Linked DNA regions of Mus musculus: all the other regions are linked to region 5. A link is a contact called in public Hi-C, HiChIP or PLAC-seq and promoter capture Hi-C data. All regions are on one chromosome and are shown on one strand. Each heading gives the region's core, a stretch centred on a gene start, on an enhancer-like site or on the middle of the called end of the contact. The rest is flanking DNA. Distances are from core to core; before and after follow the strand shown.

Region 1 (2,721 bases), core at 198-2,697, 1.3 Mb before region 5:
CAGCAAAACTACCCTGAGAGAGATGGGGAATTCCCAGGGGTTAAGACAAAGCAGCCAAAAGAAGTCAAGCCTGCCGGGCAGTGGTGGCGCACGCCTTTAATCCCAGCACTAGGGAGGCAGAGGCAGGCGGATTTCTAAGTTTGAGGCCAGCCTGGTCTACAAAGTGAGTTCCAGGACAGCCAGGGCTATACAGAGAAGCCCTGTCTCAAAAAAACAAACAAAAAAAAAAAAAAAAAGAAAAAAGAAAAAACAATAACAAACAAAAAAGTCAAGCCTTAGGTGGGGAGTCTGCTCAGGACTTGATGGGGGTGGGGATACAGATTGACAGACCTTCTGGACCAAAAAGGGAATAGAGTCTGTCCTCAGGAACAAGAGGAGGATACAGAGACTTAAGTGATCTTCCCATGAGTATGTTGTAGGTGCCCATATAGGCATGGCCATCTAATTGGTGGCTCTATTCTTGGGCTCAGTCACCATCTATGTTCTAAGTTCTCCTGGCTACTACAATGGGCAGCTTTGCATTGAGGGTCTGATTAGAGCGCTGATGGCAGAGGTTGGTGTCAGAGCCAACAATCCAAGACCTTCATGAGCACTAAAAGCTTTTGAGAATTCACCTTTTCCTGTGAAGCCCCTCCCCATTGTACCATCAACAGGACAGAGACCCTGGCAGGTGCCAAGGAAGGTACAGTCATGAGTGGAGGAGGGAATGGGGACACACAAGGAGGATGAGCACAGTGGGACTTCACTTCCTCTGACAGTTCTGCCCCTGGCTGGGTTGTGATCTTATCTCAGATTCTTCTTTTAGCTCTCATCTGTCTCCCCTCCCCACCCCCAATCCTATCACCTCCTGCCCCTCTGCTTTTCGTCCTCAGAGCTCTAGCTGAGAGTTCCTGTGTCTCACCTGTCAAATATCCCTATGGCCTCAGACCTATTCACTAAAGAAGACATTCTCTCCTGCAAGTCTGAGGTCTCCCTTTCCACTGGTCCTTCCTTGGTTCCAGTTAAAGCCTGGCTCCTTGAACTGACATTCAAGGCTCCTCATCGGGACTGCTTCTCCCTGATCACAGTGTCCCAGGGTCCAACCATCACCCAAACTGCTGCCCATCCTCTTTCGAGCAACGAGGGACTCCTACCCTTTAATCAAAGGATAGGATAAATAAAGATCACCCTTCCGGGAACACCTGAACATTTGCCCTTCCCGCCCTACCCCGGACATCAGGGTGTTAGTACCACAGAATAGAGCACGGGAATTAAAAAAAAAAAAAAAATCTTCCACAGTATCAACCAATCAGCTACCGGAGCTGACCCCGCCCCTGTCAATCTACAGTGGATGACTCTGTCCCTGGAGGACGCTCCTTAGGCCCCGCCCTCGCAAAACGACTCAGCCCAGCCTTCCCGCCCAGCCTTCCCGCCCAGCACCGCGGCTTCCGCTCGGGACACCTCGGGCCGGAAGTGTCGCGTTGCCATGGCGAGGATGGGCGCGGGGCCCGCCCCCGTGGCGCCTGGAGCAGCGCCGGGCTCCAGGGTCGGCCGGGCCGGGTTCAGGGAGCGGCCAGGGAGGTTCCAGGTGAGAAGGCCGGCGATTGTGAGTGAGGGTCGGGTCTATCTGGGGACGCGGGGGAGGCCCAGCACGGCTGGGCGGGGCATAGCGGGTGAGCCAGCGCCGGTTCTTCTGCGGCCCGGTGCTGGCCCGGCAATGGAGCGGGTCGTGAGGGGCCTGCAGAAGGGGCGCCAGCGAGGCGGCCAGCGGAGGGTGGGTTTTTGTTGTTGTTAGTTTTTGTTTTTGTTTTTGTGAAACCTATCAGTGAAGGAAGTTCTTGCAACCTGTTGGTCGGGCAAATCCATCGACAGTCTTCATTCTGACCTTAGGACCGCGAAGGGACTTTCCTGTGCTTCATGTGGGCTTTGGTGTTCAGTCAAAGCACACTCTAGAGCCTCTTACGGCTTCAAGTGCCCCTTTTCTGGAGGCTGTGCCTCCTGGATTGTGGTTGGGAGAGGAATGTAAATGAGCTTGTGAAAACTGTTTGGGCTCCTTTGGGTTCCTGACGGAACCAGTGCTAGAGGCTAGAGACAAGGAGGATTAATTATTACGGGTGCAGAAGAGAAGTGTGTATTGGCTTGGGAGGTAGAGCAAAGTTAGCTGACTCCTGACTGCTCCACTTTTCTTCCATATCCTTACTTGGGTGGTGAAGGTAGAGGCGAGAGGGCAGACCTCAGTGAGCCCTCTTGGGTGTCTTTGCTCCCTAGGTCTTCCCTTATAGGATTGGGGTTTTCTTTGGAGGCTTTGTCTTGCTTTAAACACCCTGGCTCTTTAGAAGGCCACCTGATTCACTTCATGGAAACCAAAGCTGCCACTAGCTCAGCATGAGAGCCGGTTGGGTTGAGGGACTGGAGGCCTAATGAGACCTGCCCTAACCCGCTGGCTTCATGTTGTCATGGTGATGGGACTTTCAGGTCTCTCAAGGGCTGCTAGTCTGCCTCTGTTGCTAGTTTTTGCCCAAGGAGGTTTTTTTTGGGGGGGGGGGGCGGGAGGCGGGGAGGGTTTTCCTCTCCTAAGGCCTGGTTTGACTTCCTTCCCTGTTGGCTCAGGCCTTCCTATTCCCCGCCTCTTTTTTTTTTTTTTTAAGGAATAATTCTTTTAAGTATTATTTATTTATTTATCGTTTTGGGGTGGGTACATGCCATGATCCACGTGTAAGTGGTTAGAGGATATCTTTGTGG
Region 2 (2,704 bases), core at 57-2,556, 1.0 Mb after region 5:
TTTTTTGAGACAGGATTTCTCTGTGTAGCCCTGGCTGTCGTGGAACTTACTCTGTAGACCAGGCTGGCCTCGAACTCAGAGATTTCCCTCTGCACCAACTGAGTCTGGGAGAATATTGTGTTATGCACTTCTGACCCGACACACTTGTCCCACCACAGTCACGGCTCTCAGTTTGCTGCACGCAGGAGCAATATTCAGGGTCACCAGAGAATGTTCTAGAAATGGACATTCTGGGGCCCTGCCAAGTGTGTTGAACCCTGAACCCTCAATTTGGATTTCAGCAAGCCTTTAAGTGCATGCCAGAGTTCCAGGGCCACCTCTTTACAGCCTTACAAAGTCACTACAATGATCTCTATTTTATAAATAGGAAAGTGAGACACAAAGAAAAAGGCAATTTGGGGGCTGGAGAGATGACTCCAATGGTTAACAGTGCCTACTTGTCTTATAGAGGACCAAGGTTTGATTCTCAGTACCCACATGACTCACACACCATCTGTAACTCTAAGATTTATTTATTTATTATATGTAAGTCACTGTAGCTGTCTTCAGACACACCAGAAGAGGGAGTCAGATCTCATTAGGGATGGTTGTAAGCCACCATGTGGTTGCTGGGATTTGAACTCAGGACCTTCGGAAGCAGTCGGGTGCTCTTACCTGCTGAGCCATCTCACCAGCCCCCATCTGTAACTCTAGTTGCAGGGGATTTCATACCGTCTTCTGGCCTTGTAGGTCCTCATACAGTAGACCTAAACTCACTTAGGCACAGTATTTTTTTAATCTTACTTATTTATTTATAGACAGGGTCTCTTTATTGTCTAGCTCTGCTCTGGTTGTCCTGGAACTCACTGTGTAGCTTAGGCTGACTTTGATCCACCTGCCTCTGCCTCTCAGGTACTGGGATAAAGATGTATGCCACCTCCCCTAGCCCATAATTTATGATTTAATCTTTTTTTTTTAAAGGGGGGCAATTGCTTTTGAGTCACATACTTTGTAAAGGAATACCAGTGTTTGCATCTAGGCAGTTTCCCTCGCTCAAGGAAATCATGAAAGAGTTGACATCTGAATTCAATTAAGTTCAGTAATTCTTAGCGGTTTATAAATAACTCCAGATTGAGCGCTTGTTCGAGGCAGGTCAGATGATGGAATCGGGGAGCCTAGTTCTCACCGAAGCCATTCTGGGAGGATTGTTCAGAAGACCTGAACCAAAGCTGAGGCAGGACGGGAGGCTCCTTTAAAAGGTGGAGCCAAATCTGCGGAACTGTGGAACAAGGCCACGAAGAGCGCCCTACCGGAAATCTGAAACTGCTACACCCGGAAGTGTTTTAAAGTCAGAAGCGGCCACGCTGCCGGAAGCTTCACTGCAATGGGCCGCAACAAGAAGAAGAAGAAAAGAGATGGAGACGACCGGCGGCCCCGGCTCGTTCTCAACTTTGATGAAGAGAAGCGGCGGTGAGTGGCAGGGTGGAAAGAGACTCCCGTCGGGCTGCCGGGGGAAGCGCGCCAGGCACAGGGCGCGCACGCCCACGCGGAGGGTTCTTCCGGCCCCGCCCCTGGATGTAGCTGGAGCTCGCCTTCCTCTTTCCCCACCTCGGGGGATGGAGTCGCCCGCTCCTCCCTCGCTGTTTACGGCTCTCAGCGCTGCGCCTTGGACCACCGGAGTGCCGCGCCGTCTATTGTCACAGCCCATAGCTGGCTCCCAGTCGTTGTTGACGAAGGACGAGCCGATGGGATGAGAGAGGTTTAGTTCATTGATTCACGCACCAGACTGCGTGCCAGCCAAGCCTGAGACCAGAGGCTGAACTGCTTTTTAGTGTCACCGTAAATAGCACCTTGTGGTCTGATGGCTCTCAACCTGTGGGTCGCGACCCCCTTAAACCCATCGGAAAAGAGATAATATTTACATTACGATCCATAACAGTAGCAAAATACAGTTAAAACCCCTGGTGTAGTGTACCAACGGAAACCGTAATTGCAAAGCCTGGTAGTGCAGACCTATAATCCTAGCCATCCCGGATGCTGAGGCAGGAGGATTGCAAAGTAAAACCCTGTGCGGGAAAGTTCAAGAACGGTATGGGCATTTGGACAATTTGTCCCTGTCTCCAAGACAATATAAACGAATTAATTTATTAGACCATTTGCCTAGCTCGAATAAGGTACTAAGCGTAATTAACTTCCAATACAGCAAACTCAGGAACAGCAGAGATTAGACAGGAAGAAGGAAGCACGAGTCAGGAAGGTGGGGGCACTCCTAGGACCCGCCACACAGGACCCAGGTGGGTTCAGGAGTCAGGTGGCCTTGAGGACTGGTTGTTGGTTGGTTCAGTGAAAGAGTTTTGGGGTCTGGGTGAAGGCATTATTAGAAAGCCTTACTAGAAGTGACTCCTATGAAATAAAGTTTGCCAGTGTGGGAACAGTGACCACCAGCTCTGTGTATTGACCACCTGGCCTTTTGTGTACTTAGCAAGGGGCAGGAAGGCCAGGTGAGCTAGGTGACGTTTGGTTAGTGATGGAGCGCGTACTGAGACTATAGCTTCCAGCATAGGTGTGTGGTAGGTTATACCACCCAGGATTATTATGTAAGTACACTCTGATGGTCCAGCAAGGACTCACAACTCATTTCTCGAAGGTACCTTTGTCATTGAATGACTTGTGACTGCATTGTCTGTGACCTTGGATGAGTATCCTAGTCTCTTCCTCAGAGTCC
Region 3 (2,902 bases), core at 243-2,742, 1.0 Mb before region 5:
GTGGTAAGGTGGCTTATTAGCTCTAACCTGTTAGTCCCATTCCACTTCTCTGTGTCCCCTACAAGGAAATCCCCAGTGTGCAAAATATCAGAACTAATGTCCACCCAGCTTTAAGTATCTCTATAGTGGAGCTCAGGGGAACCTTCCTTTTATGTTAGTGACAGGAATGTCCACACGCATTAGTAGGAGTGCCTGATTCCAATCATTCTAGAGAGCTCCACAGGAAACTGCTTCTAGTGTCACTATGCATTCACTATGTCAGGATGCTAGGCAGAGTAACATTTAAAAGAACTACTGTGGGCTGGGGAGATGGGCCAGTGGGCATGACATCCAATGTCCTTCTCTGGCCTTAGAGAATACAGCTGTGCCCATACTTCATCGCCCACATACAAGGGAGCTATTATTGTATACAATTTTCCTGTGTGTGCGTGCGTACCTACACATCAGCAAGCACATAGAGGCCAGCAGACAACCTTAGGTGTTATTCCTTAGAAACCTTTCACCATTGGGGGGGGGGGGGGCGGGGGCGGGGAAATACGGTCTCTTACTGGCCTGGAACTCACCAAGTAAGCTACTAAGCGGCAGAGATGGGGATGGCAGCACTCATCAGCACATCCAGATTCAGGTGTCTAACTGAGCCATACATGTGGAGGCTGGAGGGATGGCTCAGCGGTTAAGAGCACACGTTTTTTTCCCCCGTCTAGGACCCACACTTGATTCCCAGCACCCACATGGCGGCTCACAGCCAATTCCAGGGAACCCGATGCCCTCTTCTGGCCTCCGTTGGCACCAGGCATGCACATGATATACAGTACAGATACACACGCAGGCAAAGCACATAAATACATATAAAAAAATTAAACAAGAAAATGCCACGTTAGAGAAGTTGTCATCCATTAAAAGGGGCCTTTGCAAAGTAACAAGAGAGCAACAGCAGAAAAATAAAACAAATCCAAGAAGAAGCTGGGCTAATGGGGAGCAGAGCGGAGCACCTTCAGTTTGACAAGAAATGTCCTTCGCTGCTGAGGATGCATGGGACTTAAAATGCTGTATGGTGGCCCTGACTGTAGTCCGGGTTATGGGAGAGGATCGTGCGAACCCAGGACTTCCAGGGCAGTCTGGGACGCGGTTATTTCACCAGACAAAACCTCATCCACTGCCCAAGCCAAACCAAATTAACCAACCAGTAGGAAACCGTATGCACATCAGAACCGTCTGAACTCCGGACCGGGCTAGCGGGAGCCACCGCGAAGGGTCCCGGGGAGGGGCCTGGAGGGTTCGAGGGACCGGAGGGTGCAGCCTGGGTCAGCAGCCCGGCCGCAGCCATCCATCGGGGGGAAGGGCTGGCATACGCGAGGGCGCGGAGCTTTGGGTGCGGATGAAGGAGAGGGTCCCGCGCAGCCGACAGAGCGCCACTCACCATCTGCCGCAACCTCTCGCCCTGTGGCGGCAGCTTCGGCTCCCTAAGACAAAGGGGCCGTCCCGCCCCGTCTGCGCAGTCGTCAATCTCAGGGGACCCCGCCCCTAGGTCCCCACCCCCAACCCCCACCCCAAGTCCCGGACCGGGACGCGGGAGGATCGGATGGCCGTCCGCCTCCAGCTCTTCTTGCAGGACTTGATGCCCTGCGCCCCGGGGCCACCGAGAGCGTAGGCCTCCGCTGTGCCTAGAGAGACCGCGTGCTGACCCGGACCGCGCCTGCTCTTTGAGGCTGTAGCGGAAGCGGCGGCCGCAGTCCCTACAAATCCGAGTGCCTCCCGGCCTCGCCCCCTCCCTGCCGCCCCTCTTCTCCCGAGGGCCTTCGGTCACTTCCGCCAAGATCTGTGCTTGCCCTCTAGCGATTTCCCTGGTGGCCAGGCAGCCTGGACCACTGGTCTCGAGACCCATCAGGCTGACTCGGGCTGCTTGGGTTTAGTTTACAGTGTAGTGTGTGTTCAACTTCTTAAGGGACGGCCAGTCTGTCTTGTGTCCTCATCAACACATTCCCTAGACTAGCAGTGTATGACAGTTCCAATTGTTGTTTGTATTTGCCCACACTTGGTGTAAGCAGGCTTTTAGAAATTTAGTTATTCGGGGCTGGAGAGAGGCTCAGCGGTTAAGAGCATTAACTGCTCTTCTAGAGGTCCTGAGTTCAATTCCCAGCAACCTCATGGTGGCTCACAACCATCTGTAATGGGATCTGATGCCCTCTGCTGGTGTGTCTGAAGACAACTACAGTGTACTCACATACATGAAATAAATCTTTAAAAAAAATTGAGTTATTCCAGGGCTAGAGGAATGTACAACAGACTGGGTGTTTGACAAACGTGCACGAGGCTGAGTTTAATCACTCGTATCCATGTGAAAAGGCTGGGTGTAATAGTGCTTGCTTAGAACCCCAGCACAGGGGAGGCGGAACAAGGCCGAGCTGTGTAGGGCTCTCTGGCCAGCCAGTCTAGAGTCACTGGCAAGCTTCAGGTTCTGACCTGTTGAGAAGCCCTTTCAAAAGATAAAACAACAAAATACCGTGGTGCGCAGCTCCTCAGACTGACCCTTAGTGGCCCTGTATGCACACATATTCTCTGCTGGAAATTAAAGTCAGGGACTCTAGTATAAGCATATAGTATCTCAGTAGCACTCGATCCTACCCTCCGTTATGGCTTCAATTTTTATTTCTCTAATTGTAGTGGTTACGTGTCTTCTGTTACAAAATACTGGCAGAGGCAGAGGAGGCAGAGGCAGAGTCAGAGGGCCAATCTCTGTGAGTTTGGGGCCAGCCTGGTCTATAGAACAAATTCCAGGACAGCTGAGGCTACACACAAAGCATGGGGCTGGAGGAGGAAATGTCTGGGAGATAGGGAGCAAGAACAGCTCTTGTGGATCAGGGTGATGGAGCCTCCAGGTTTTTGTTCTTGGATTTTTAAA
Region 4 (2,864 bases), core at 2-2,501, 1.0 Mb before region 5:
TTCACAAGACAAAGCACTAGCAGGCATCCTCCCACAGACTTTTCTGTATAGGCATCTTTCATTCTGGTTCTCTTCTGGGCTGACTCAACTCCTTACCCTGCCCCTGGGTGGCTTGATTTACCACTCTGCAAGTCCTGGAACCCTGCCACCCAAAGCTCCACTACCCTTCTGGAATACCCTGTGCACCAGCATCCTGTGGAACTTGAGCCATGACGATAACTCGGTGTTCTTTCCTCGTTTGTTTGTTTGTTTTTTCGAGACAGGGTTTCTCTGTACAACCCTGGCTGTCCTGGAACTCACTCCGTAGACCAGGCTAGCCTCGAACTCAGAAATCCACCTGCCTCTGCCTCCCAAGCCCTGGGATTAAAGGCATGTGCCACCACGTCTGGCCTGTCCCTTCTTCTTTTCAGTGTGTCAGATCACCAACCCATGTCCCTTCCTCCTCAATATGTCAATTTTAGCCTCTGCCATGTAAAATCTCCCAGTTCTGACAAACCTCTCTTACCAATTGGGACCCTGACCCTCAGTTACCTCCCTCTCAGTCTACACGTTTATGCCATTGACTACTTAGGTTTCACTCAGATGAAGAACCTCTGTTTGGGGGGCTCTGTGCCACTTTATCGCCCTGCATCGCTGCGTTCCTTCCCCGCTTTAGCTCTCCAGGGTCATTGCCCCCACCCTCTTTCCAATTGCTGAGGCCACTAACTTTTGGCTTCTTTGCCAGACATCTTGAGAACTCCGCAGGTGACCTTCTTAAATCCCAATCATTATCTTCTTGTTCTTCTTCACCTCCTTCCTCCCCTCCACCCCCAACCCCCTACCCCAGACTGGGTTTTCTTTGTAGCCCTAGCTTGTTCTGGAACTTGTTTTCTAGCCCAGGCTGTCCTGGAACTCCGCCTGACCCAGTCAAATTTCAATCTTCTAGTTCGGCAAAGCACTAGGTTTCCAGTGTCTGCACATCCAATCTCCTCCGTCTGGGCCCAGCTCGGAAGCTCAAGATTCTGCGTGGCGTTGCCCTGGACAAATCCTTCCACCTCTTGAAGCCTCCTCTCTCCCGCCCTTCCTCCGTAAGACTCTTGAGTCGGTTTCTTCAGAGTCTGCCTCTCCCCAGGACGACAAGTTTCAGCAATTGCCTTGGTTCAGCAATTTGGTAGACACACAGGACACCTGCATGTGACTACAAGACCCGACAGGCATTGCGCTGGGGAAGGGGCGGAGTTATGGCCCCGCCCCGGAAGATAAGGCTGCGTTGACCCGTCTATTTCCTCTTTCGGCCTTGCTTGCCGGCAGGTAAGTTGTGCTCTGTCCGCTGCGGGTTTTGAAATTATCCACCGCCATCCGCCGCCGTTAACTACTTGGCGGTCTGTCATGCGGCCTGGCCCACTCGTCCAGGATCAGAAGGGAGGGATGGCGTTGCTTTCGGCCTTGGGGGCTGGCAGGAGGCTGGGGATTTTTTTGGACGCTGAACTCGAACCATTTCCAGACTCGCCGCCATGGGCCGTGTGATCCGAGGGCAGAGGAAAGGCGCGGGTTCTGTTTTCCGTGCGCACGTGAAGCACCGTAAGGGCGCCGCGCGCCTACGTGCTGTGGACTTCGCGGAGCGACACGGCTACATTAAAGGCATCGTAAAGGTAGGAGGGCACCGGCGGGAGTTAAGCAGGCGGGGAACCGGGCGTCTCGAGCAGGCCTTAGAATACAATACACCACCCTGACCCGTAGGACATCATTCATGACCCTGGCCGCGGCGCTCCCCTCGCCAAAGTCGTCTTTCGGGATCCCTACCGATTCAAGAAGCGGACAGAGCTGTTCATCGCAGCGGAGGGGATCCACACTGGACAGTTCGTGTACTGCGGCAAGAAGGGTGAGCCTCCAGGCGGGGAAGGAAGGAAGGGTTGGGCCCGGGACTTTGGGTGCTGAGCTGAGCTTCGTGGGTTGGGATCGGTGTGGGTTTGGCATGGCTTTTAGCGTTAACAGTCGTTTTGCCCCCTCTCTCCACAGCCCAGCTGAATATCGGCAATGTTTTGCCCGTGGGCACCATGCCTGAGGGTACGATCGTGTGTTGTCTGGAGGAGAAACCTGGGGACAGGGGCAAGCTGGCCCGAGCCTCCGGGAACTACGCCACAGTCATCTCCCACAACCCAGAGACCAAGAAGACTCGAGTGAAGCTGCCTTCGGGGTCCAAGAAGGTCATTTCCTCTGCCAACAGAGCCGTTGTTGGTGAGTGCGGGAGGGCAGTGGGGCCTTGAAGACGCGGGTGGTCGGCATATGAACTGCCAGCTGCTGGGCCTAGGCCATAGAACCACATTGCTTATTTTCTTGGTCATGGGAGAAGACTAACAGAATGCAACTGGGGATTTAGTTGTAGAGTGCTAGAATACCTACTTCGTAAACAACTAACTGATTCCTGTCCTGGGGATTTGATTCTTTTCTGGTCTCTGGGCACTGTATAAATGTGTATGGATACAGACATGTAGGTAAAGATGCCTGTGTATACATAAAATTAGGTTAAAAAAAGATTACACCGCTTGACACTTTTGTGCACTGTGACCTAGGAATTCTGATCCTGCACTTGAGTTTAGTTGGTTCATTTTAGAAAAGATAGGACCAGTAGTGGCTGTTAAAAGATGTTCAAGTCAGTGAAAAGGGGCCATGACTTATCTCTTGTTTAGTTACTTGGAAACATCTTAGGATCTGCTAACCTCATCCTTGCATAGGATAAGTTCTGAGGGCACGTGGTCAAAGCATGCTGTGTTTGGTAGGTGGGTTTGCCCATTTGTGGGAGGTGTTTTCAGAGGTTGAAGGACCTGTCTTGAATATCAGGCACTGAATATTGAGGTGCACCCCATGGAAACTTGGGCTGAGTC
Region 5 (2,700 bases), core at 197-2,696:
GCATACTTAAGGACAGGCACAGGGTCTCAAAAGTCTTCATAATGAGTGTATGTAGATAAGCATTACACATGGTAGAGAGCCATAGTGAGCCCTCAATAAATACTTAAGTAAGACCCTCCATCTCTTACTGTCCCCAGTACTCACTGTGCATGAAAGTCCACAACAACTGGTGTCTCACTGTTGACAACTCTGTCTTGAAAGTCAGGTCCATCCTGGACGTTAAAGGTCGTCAAACAGACTCTGGTGGTGTGTACTGTCCGGGCTGGGCTGGGCATTACTGTTAGACCACCAGCATTGTACTGAGGGGTCTGCAGGGTCTTAGAGGTGAGGGAAGCCCACACACCCTGAGGAGGCTTCCTGGAGATGACTGAGGTCAGGAACCTCCCCAGGAGGAGCCGCTGAGCCATCTGTGGGAGCAAGAGGCAGGAAGAGCTGGGGCCATGCAATAGGAAGTCAACACACTAGGAAAACAAAGAATTCTGGAATAATGAGGTGTTGGGAACATACAGAATTGGAAGCAAGATGCATGGAAATACTGTAATATATGATTTTCAAAGGCCAGGTGTGGTGGGGCCCACCTGTCAATCCTCCTCCTGGGAGGCGAGGCAGGTGATATAAGGCAAGGTCAGTTTGGGCTAGACAATAAAACCTGGTCTCTAAAACCTCCCCACGACAACAAAAAAAAAATATCTAGAGGTGAGTAAGGAGTCAGCATCACTGAATAGACGTTAAGTTAGAAGGGCAGAAAAACTGGGTTGACAGCCAAAAAGAAATCAAGGCTGAGGTGGAATTATAAAAGGTCAATGGAGGGAGGGACAAGGCTCAAGTGCCTTACATCACTGTGTATAGCCCAATGCCCCCCCCCCCCACACACACACACATCACTGGCTCTCTCTGATCAACTCTGAAGAAACCTTATAATACCGTCCATACTCAGGGCAACAGGTAGGTTAAGTGCCATGCCCAACGTAGGCCAGTTTTTAAAGTACAGCTAATTGGAACCCAAGGCCGTCTGTAAAATTTTTATCAGTCATTCTTTTAAAAAAGTGTTTTTATGGGAAATTAAGGAAAGGGAAGCTGTCGAAGAATGAGCGAAGAAGACTCCCAACTACGGAAGGAGGAACTGAGAGGCGTAGGAACCGGCCATGGGGTACCAAAGTGAAGCGGGTGGCATGTGTACGGAGGGAAGCCCAAAGAATGGACACGTGTTGGGGAGGGTGGGGGACAGGGAGACTGGGAGCACAGGACGTGCAGCTGCCAAGGCCACCTCCTCCCTCTAGGGGCATCCCCCTGCCGATCGCCTTCCTGCAGAGAAGCGCGCCGCCAGCCCGGCTCAGCCCACCCCGCAAGGGCTCCTACCTCCCGGCAGTGCGAGCAGAGGGATGCAGAGCCCAGCCGGCCTGCCCGTCAAGGGCACTCCTGTTGTCACTTCCTCAGGGGCAGGTCTAGCGTCATTTCCGGGAAAGACTATGCGGACGACGTTTCTCTGCAACTTGGGGGCGGCTCGGTTTTTTTCACCAATGAGGAGGACGGAAAAATGTAGGGCTGAAGGGGCGCGACCGGAAGGAATGGGATCGTGGAGGAGGGACCGGAAAATGTGTGGGACCAGTGAGGGAGGAGATGGGTGAGAGGGCGGGAAGGAAGGAGTGGCTTTGGAACAAGCTCCTGCTGTGTTGCGCCTCTTGGCATTGCCCACCCTTGGATCTGAGCTCTGGAAAGGGCTGGAAGGCTGTGTTCACTTTAATGCCGAGGAAGCTCTGTTCTCGACAGAAGCTTAGTGTTAAAAGGAAGAGATTCCCGGGCTGGGGTTATGGCTCAATTGGATTCCTGTCTAGCACACCCAAAGCCTGGCTTCTCAATACCAAGTAAACTGGGTGTGATGGCACACACCTAATCCCAGGACCCCGGAGGGCTCAGGAGTTCAAAGTCATCCTCGATACTTAGGAACTACGTGAGATCCGGTCGTGTGTGTGGTGTGTGTGTGTGTACACATGTCGCATTAAGGGGTTATTCTGCCGTTTTTGATTCTTTTCTGCCCAACCTAACTTCTTATGATTGAGCAAGTCCCTCTGCCCCTAAGGGCTGGCGGTACTTCTAAAGCCCTTACCTTTTGTACTGTCATGTCTTACTTTTTGGAACTGTCAAGGAAGCACTATCCAAGGTAAAGTGTAGGGCTTTCTCTCCATTCCCACTGGCATGAGTGACTGAGGTGTAAGTCCCTCATTTATGCATATTGTAACCAGTATTCCAGCCCCTTACGATCGGGGAACACGTTGCTGTCCACCTTCCCTTCCATACCTTTGCTCACTTTGAACTTTGTCTCTGGGTACTTAGAACACCTGCTCACCTTATCTTCTCTGAATAGTACTGCTTTCTTCTCACTAGCGCCTGCTTTATAATCCTCCAGAACACATGGACAACGTCTCTTTCTGAGAGTAGGGACTTGTGGTTGTCTCATCTGCATATACTTAGCGCCAACCTGGTACAATGCCCAGCACAGAGAGGCTGTTCAATAGACACTAAGTTGAGAATCTTTGCGCACCTCAGCAAGTGGTTTCTGTCAGAGGGGTTATGTGATGTGTCCCAGCAGATGGACTCCATCTACCACCCTATTTTAACCCACTCTCTCAATAATTAGTGGTTTGCTGAGGCGTCTTTGTGTTCTACATCTGCAGTTGTGCCTGGAAGGCTCTCCCAGAG
Region 6 (2,700 bases), core at 150-2,649, 1.2 Mb before region 5:
AGGTCCTTTTGCAAAGCACATTTAGGAACCCTTGGGGCAGATGTGTGCTAATGGAAAGATACATCCTGGACTGGGAGGCTCAGGATGAGCCCCTGTGCACAGTAGACACTGCTGGGGTTCAACTTGTTTGGTCTGCAGTGTTCCTCTGCGGTAGGCAAAGCCGTCCTCCATCCCCTAAGTTTTGTGGTACTGGGGATTGGACTCAGGACCACTGAACTATATCCTGCCTGCCACCCCTTTAAACAGCTAAGGTATCCAGGGCAACCTAAACTCATTCTTCTCTTGCCTCAGCCTGAAGAGCAAAATTATAGGGGTTTACAATCATGCCCCAAAAGTAGAACCCATTTTATAGATGTGAACACTTAGATCCTGAGACTATCTGGAAGTGGCAGGATAGCCCCTCCGTGGAAGCAAGGCAGTGCCAGGGTGCTAGGACTTGGACACTGTGTCCAAACACAAAAGAAGTTCCACCCAGTTATCTACTATAATTGAGTCAGTTAACCCAAGGCCTCATTTAACAGTCTCATTGTGGACTTGGGAGGGCACAACTCTGAGAAGGGGGAGAGACTGGGCATGAGCCTTCCCTGCAGAGCCAGAATCACGTGGTCTGGACTAACTACCCTCACTGAATACTGAAAAGGAAGTGGGTATCACGGGCAATAGCTGACTAGGTCCTGCCCTTCCCCACAAAACTCCTGCTTCTGTGGTCACTGACCTGGGGGCAGCTCTGAAGCCACAGTCTCAGCAAGGAATGGGGAGCAGTGCTAAATGCATTGTGGGGCAAAGTATTGGCTCTGTGAGCTAAGTATTAGAAATGCTTCGGGAGCTGGGCGTGGTGAGCCCGCCAGTGGTGGCGCACCCGTTTAATCCCAGCACTTGGGAGACAGAGGCAGGAAGATACTGAGTTTGAGGTCAGCCTGGTCTACAAAGTAAGTTCTATAAAGAAAACCTATCCACACACACATAAAACCAAACAAACAAACAAACAAACAAACAAAAAACCGCTAAAGTGAAAATGCTTCTTCTGGAACGGATCTGGTATCCATTCAGCAGACAGGAAGATACCTTTGAGACCAGCCTGTTACCTCAGCTTCCTTCCTAGCCACTCACATCTACCCGCTGGCATTGTGAGCAGCAGGCTGTCGTGTCCAGGTTTGGCACGAGGGGCGCCAGAGCAGATGATTTGGGTCTGTGTAGGTATCAGTAACCTGCTTAACATTTGGGTTTTAGGCCAATTGAGGACTAGTAGGGGGTTGGCTCCACCCCCAGCCCGGGTTGCCCCGCCTCTCCCTCACCCTGACCCCTGCGCAAAGCATGCCGGTAGTTATGGGCTGTGCAAGACTGCGGTCCCACCATGCGATAGGACCGGTCTATCGCTCCGCATTTTTCTCCCAGCTTCGGTACTTCCGGGATTTCTGGTCCCAGTGTGCGTGTCGGGATTACAGCCTGACTGTCCCCGGCCCTATGTAGGAGGACCAGACCCTGACTGTTCATCCTGAGCCGTCCGATCCCACCACGAACGGGCCATGCATGGGAAGTTGCTGCCGCTGGCCGGCCTCTATCTTGTGCAGGGTCTGCCCTATGGACTGCAGTCCAGTTTGCTTCCCATTTTACTGCGGGCCCGTGGCCTCTCCCTAACGCGCGTGGGTCTAACCAAGGGATTGTATGCTCCATGGCTGTTAAAGCTGGCGTGGGCACCGCTGGTGGACAGGCGGGGCACCCCGCGGGTCTGGTTAACACTCAGCACACTGTCCCTGGGCTTGGTGTGTGGACTGCTGGCTGTGTTGCCTCCTCCGCAAGCTGGCCAAACAGGGCTACCTACCACCGTGATGGGGCTGCTACTGCTGCTGAATCTGGGTGCAGCGGTGCAGGATGTGGCTCTGGACACACTCGCTGTGCAACTCCTAGAGCCAAAGGAGTTGGGACCTGGGAACACTGTACAGGTGGTCGCTTACAAGCTGGGATCAGCACTGGCTGGGGGTGGACTGTTGGTCCTCTTCCCCACTCTCTCTTGGCCACTGCTCTTTTTGCTCCTAGCTGCCACCTACTGGCTGGCTGCTGCCTTAGCCTGGGCTGCACCAGCCTTGGGAAGGCTGCCATGGCCTCAGGCCTCAGAGCATACACCCCACAGCTCCTATCTTCTACAAGATTTGCTGGCTGTGCCTGGGACCCTCTGGACAGCGGGCTTTGTGCTCACCTACAAGCTGGGTGAGTGAGGCCTGCAGTTAGTTACCATCGAGCTTAGAGCCCAAACTCTATGTTGGTCCCTAGGGCCCTGAAACCCACTCAGGGGACTGCCCTATGCTGGAATACCAGCCCAGAGCTCTGTAGCTCAGTTTTGTTTCACCTCTTAACTTCCCTCAGCTCCAGCCAATGCCCAGCCCTTTCTCTTCTAACATCTGGGGCCCATGAAAATGAAGGGGACCAGGGGCCTGACTGGTTGGAGTACTGAGGCTCCTGGAAGAAAGACTGGGGCCATCCTTGCTTACGGTCTCCTGTAGGTGAGCAGGGTGCTGGCAGCCTGTTTCCACTTCTCCTGCTGGACCATGGTGCTTCTGCCTCAGACTTGGGGCTATGGAGTGGCTTGGGTGCTGTGACCTGCTCCATTGCTGGCTCCTCCTTGGGTGGGGCTCTACTGGCCAGGCACTGGTAAGCACTCCCCAACCCTAGCCTGACCCTCAATTCCACCGGTGTCCCAGG
Region 7 (2,799 bases), core at 71-2,570, 1.2 Mb before region 5:
CCCAGCTGGAGTCTCAGGGCGGCGGGGCAGCGGGCAGCAGCGGGGCCAGATCCATAGTTAGGGCGATGCGGCGACCTTGCCAGTGTACGTGAGAGGGGACCGTAGGGGAGCTAGGCCCATACTCGAAGCAAGCGCTGAGCTCGAAGGCCAGGGCCGAGCGCACTAGACCCACACCGCCTGCGCGCTCCGGGGCCGGGTGGTACAGGCGCCCATTGGCCGCCAGGGGTAGCAAGCGAGCCGGCTCGAAGGGTATCGCCAGCGCCTCGCCACCGCCACAGTAGGAGAGACGAGGTGACTCGCTGTCGGAAGCCAGGAGGTGCGTGAAGACCACTGGCCGGTCTTCACAGCGCAGGAAGTTACGCTCTCTGCCGCAAAGCGAGAGGAAGGGGAAGGAAGCCTCGTAGCGCCCGCTGTGGTTGGGTCTCAGACGGGAGAAGAAAGTGACCAGGAACTGCAGGTCTGTGGGAACAAAAGGCACGATCATGCTCGGTGACCCAGCTTCCCCGACACGCTCCTTTTCCTGGGAATACCAGCACTGGCACGAGACAGCGGCCCCCCCTCGTGGATGGTGCCTTCCCTCAGAGTCGGGGAGCCGAGGCCCTGAAGGGTAGAGAGAGACACGAGGGAGCAGTGCAGTAAGCAATACCTTTGAAGCAGGTGATAAAGTTCTTCATTTTGGAGTCATCTAGGAAAAGCTGCAGAAGGGACACAGTGGACAGTAAGTCCTGGCAAGAAAGCCGGTGGTGTTCGCTGTCCTTGCTTTTCTGTCTAATGTGTTCAGGGGGGCATGTGGAAGGGCCCTGCGGACTCTCCCCACATCTACAGACAGGTTTCCAGGGTTGCAGCCCTCACCCCTTTTTCTACAGCAGGTTTGACAGCCGCTTGTCCCTAGCAATCGCGAGCAAGCACTCGGCTCTGGGACTGCTGCTAGGACAGGCTAGTGTGCGCGGGATTACGATGCGGTGAAAGCGGAAGGCCCCGGAATTAACTCTTCCAGCCTGGGCTTTGAAAGGTTCAAAGCCACGCGTAGCACCTATCCCAGGTCTCGCCTCTAGAACTACTCCCCACCCGGTGCCGATGGATTCCGCAGTCCCCTCAGGTCTCCTCCCTCTGTCACACGCCAGGCACACCTGGCCTTGGTGATCCACATAGTAGAAATACTCGCGGGTTCTGGGCTCCGGGCTTTGACCCTGTGTGTAGGAGACACGCTCGACCCCACTGCAGGTCCGAGCTCTCTGCGACCTCGCCAAGACTAGAGCCAAGTTACGCACTGCCCCACTAGGCGGCCACATTCTTCCACACCGGAAGCGGATCACACAGTGTTGTGCCTGGGGCTTTGGGTTCCGCCGGCAACACGTGCTCGGAGGGGCGGAGCTGTCTATCCCGCCCCCGGAAGTAGCTGCCAGACGTGGACTCCCCCGCCCCCTTGTCAGAAGTAACCTGAAAGAAACACAATCAGCGAGTGTGCACTTGAACTTTATTCACACGGAGCACTGTCCCCTCGAGCCACACGTACGAGGGAGCGCCTGCGGCCGAGAGGCCCTGGAGAGAGAGGCCAGGACCTCCGCATGACGGGACTTTTGTTTTTAATAAATAAAAACTCTAAAAATATATATATATAAACAGGAGAAATGAAGTTTGACAACTGTTGGAACTCAGATTCCAGAATGGAAAACGCAAACGAGTCCAGGCAGGTCTCATCCACGCGCCGCCCGTGTGTGGAGTTTGGTCAGAGGCCGCGAGGTCAAAGGAGGGTGGTGCTAACTTGCTCAGCGCGAGGACCGCAATGGCAGTTCAAGAGCTAAATAGCATCTGGTTAAAACTATGTCCTTAGCAAACTTAGTTCTGTCGTTCTATTTATATCTTTATACACAAGTAGGCTGGGTATCGGATAGATTCTGTAGTCAAAAAACAAAAAACCTCTCGCCCTCCCTCACCCGCCCCAAGAAAGCCTGCCTAGCCCTGGCCCTAACCCAGAGGGCTTTGGTTTGGGGCCTCCCCTTGCACAAAGACCTATTAGGCATCGAGCCGACGGAGCCAAGTCCTAGTAGTGGCCAGCACAGCTCTCCAGAACGCCTCTAACTCTCCTTCTGGCCCCAGCCAGAGGCCCCTAGACTAGGGTGGGAGGGATCAGGGCGAGAGTGCCTTGGTGGAGGATTGCCCTGAAGAGGGGACAAGGTCCTGTTGCCCTGAGCAACGCGGTATGTGCTTCAGCCGACCAGGAGGGCAGTGTCGCTCGGCTCCGGGAAACAGAAGGCACTTCTCGGGGCTGGCTTGCGACTGGCAGGGCGAGCCGGTACCTGCAGGAACTGGCCGCGAGATATGGCGCGGCTGCTTGGCCCCGGGAGGGCCTAGGGCGGGGCCGGCGTCTGGCGGGGCCTGGCATGCTGCCTCGCGCTGGGGCCTTCCCTCCCACCTTCCCGGGTGTCACCCTAGCAGGCGTCCATAGCCCGCGTGCTATAGCACGCCCTCCATGAAGCTGGTATCTAAATGCTGAATGAGCACTCGAAGGAAGGACATCTCCTTTCGTGTATTCTCGAAGATGACGCGAGGATCATCCGACTGGCAGCGCAGGCAGTTGGGTGCCATCACCATAGCCAGGTTGCTGACGTCCATTTTGGTGATGGCTACGTTGGCTGGCTGCACGAACACCTGTGTGAGGGGGTCCGGGTGAAGGGAGAGGAGAGCAGAGTGGAGGGTAGGCGTAGCTATTAGGGGATGAGCTGAACAAAGTGGAAGGTTGGCTGGGAAGGATGGTAGGTGGGCGTGGTGCGGCACTGGATGCAGATCATGCATACC

What was found. Promoter capture Hi-C pulls out the DNA fragments that hold promoters and counts their contacts. A called contact is a pair of places that touch in the nucleus more often than the background predicts. HiChIP or PLAC-seq counts read pairs in DNA pulled down with a chosen protein or histone mark.
Region 1: a promoter capture Hi-C map of pre-B cells shows a contact between it and region 5, with 4 times the contacts expected there. The contact joins the promoter of Ppp1r16a here to the promoter of Txn2 in region 5. A contact is called at or near these places in 3 of 39 promoter capture datasets (hippocampal neurons, liver and pre-B cells).
Region 2: a promoter capture Hi-C map of liver shows a contact between it and region 5, with 5 times the contacts expected there. The contact joins the promoter of Nol12 here to the promoter of Txn2 in region 5. A contact is called at or near these places in 4 of 39 promoter capture datasets (hippocampal neurons, liver and pre-B cells) and 1 of 115 datasets of contacts at active chromatin or transcription factors (pancreatic cancer cells).
Region 3: a contact with region 5 is called in a promoter capture Hi-C map of hippocampal neurons, with 7 times the contacts expected there. The contact joins the promoter of Zfp647 here to the promoter of Txn2 in region 5. A contact is called at or near these places in 1 of 39 promoter capture datasets (hippocampal neurons) and 2 of 115 datasets of contacts at active chromatin or transcription factors (bone marrow-derived macrophages and forebrain).
Region 4: an H3K27ac HiChIP or PLAC-seq map of embryonic stem cells shows a contact between it and region 5, with 2.8 times the contacts expected there. The contact joins the promoter of Rpl8 here to the promoter of Txn2 in region 5. A contact is called at or near these places in 1 of 39 promoter capture datasets (erythroid cells) and 5 of 115 datasets of contacts at active chromatin or transcription factors (astrocytes, embryonic stem cells, microglia and 2 more).
Region 6: a contact with region 5 is called in a promoter capture Hi-C map of pre-B cells, with 4 times the contacts expected there. The contact joins the promoter of Mfsd3 here to the promoter of Txn2 in region 5. A contact is called at or near these places in 2 of 39 promoter capture datasets (liver and pre-B cells) and 2 of 115 datasets of contacts at active chromatin or transcription factors (astrocytes and forebrain).
Region 7: a Hi-C map of B cells shows a contact between it and region 5, with 12 read pairs. The contact joins the promoter of C030006K11Rik here to the promoter of Txn2 in region 5. A contact is called at or near these places in 2 of 39 promoter capture datasets (cranial neural crest and liver), 1 of 484 Hi-C or Micro-C datasets (B cells), 3 of 115 datasets of contacts at active chromatin or transcription factors (astrocytes, forebrain and pancreatic cancer cells) and 1 of 9 other capture datasets (liver).

What each region holds. Positions count from the first base shown.
Region 1 is chr15:76,670,196-76,672,916 of GRCm38.p6, forward strand. Ppp1r16a (protein phosphatase 1, regulatory subunit 16A) reads left to right here and starts at 1,448. Exons shown (of 12, transcript NM_001358933.1): 1 at 1,448-1,567. It also overlaps a transcript of Foxh1 not described here.
Region 2 is chr15:78,933,627-78,936,330 of GRCm38.p6, forward strand. Nol12 (nucleolar protein 12) reads left to right here and starts at 1,307. Exons shown (of 6, transcript NM_133800.3): 1 at 1,307-1,449. The coding sequence starts at 1,364.
Region 3 is chr15:76,923,956-76,926,857 of GRCm38.p6, forward strand. Zfp647 (zinc finger protein 647) reads right to left here and starts at 1,493. Exons shown (of 5, transcript NM_172817.3): 1 at 1,421-1,493.
Region 4 is chr15:76,902,820-76,905,683 of GRCm38.p6, forward strand. It overlaps Rpl8 (ribosomal protein L8), which reads left to right and starts at 1,252. Exons shown (of 6, transcript NM_012053.2): 1 at 1,252-1,290; 2 at 1,484-1,631; 3 at 1,720-1,861; 4 at 1,999-2,217. The coding sequence starts at 1,494.
Region 5 is chr15:77,927,548-77,930,247 of GRCm38.p6, forward strand. It overlaps Txn2 (thioredoxin 2), which reads right to left and starts at 1,447. Exons shown (of 4, transcript NM_019913.5): 1 at 1,360-1,447; 2 at 145-407. The coding sequence starts at 407.
Region 6 is chr15:76,700,143-76,702,842 of GRCm38.p6, forward strand. Mfsd3 (major facilitator superfamily domain containing 3) reads left to right here and starts at 1,400. Exons shown (of 5, transcript NM_027122.3): 1 at 1,400-2,208; 2 at 2,502-2,649. The coding sequence starts at 1,527.
Region 7 is chr15:76,722,525-76,725,323 of GRCm38.p6, forward strand. It overlaps C030006K11Rik (RIKEN cDNA C030006K11 gene), which reads right to left and starts at 1,321. Exons shown (of 3, transcript NM_145472.2): 1 at 1,131-1,321; 2 at 647-695; 3 at 1-459. The coding sequence starts at 1,292. The coding sequence ends at 14. Arhgap39 (Rho GTPase activating protein 39) reads right to left here. Exons shown (of 12, transcript NM_001168288.2): 11 at 2,799; 12 at 1,461-2,652. The coding sequence ends at 2,458.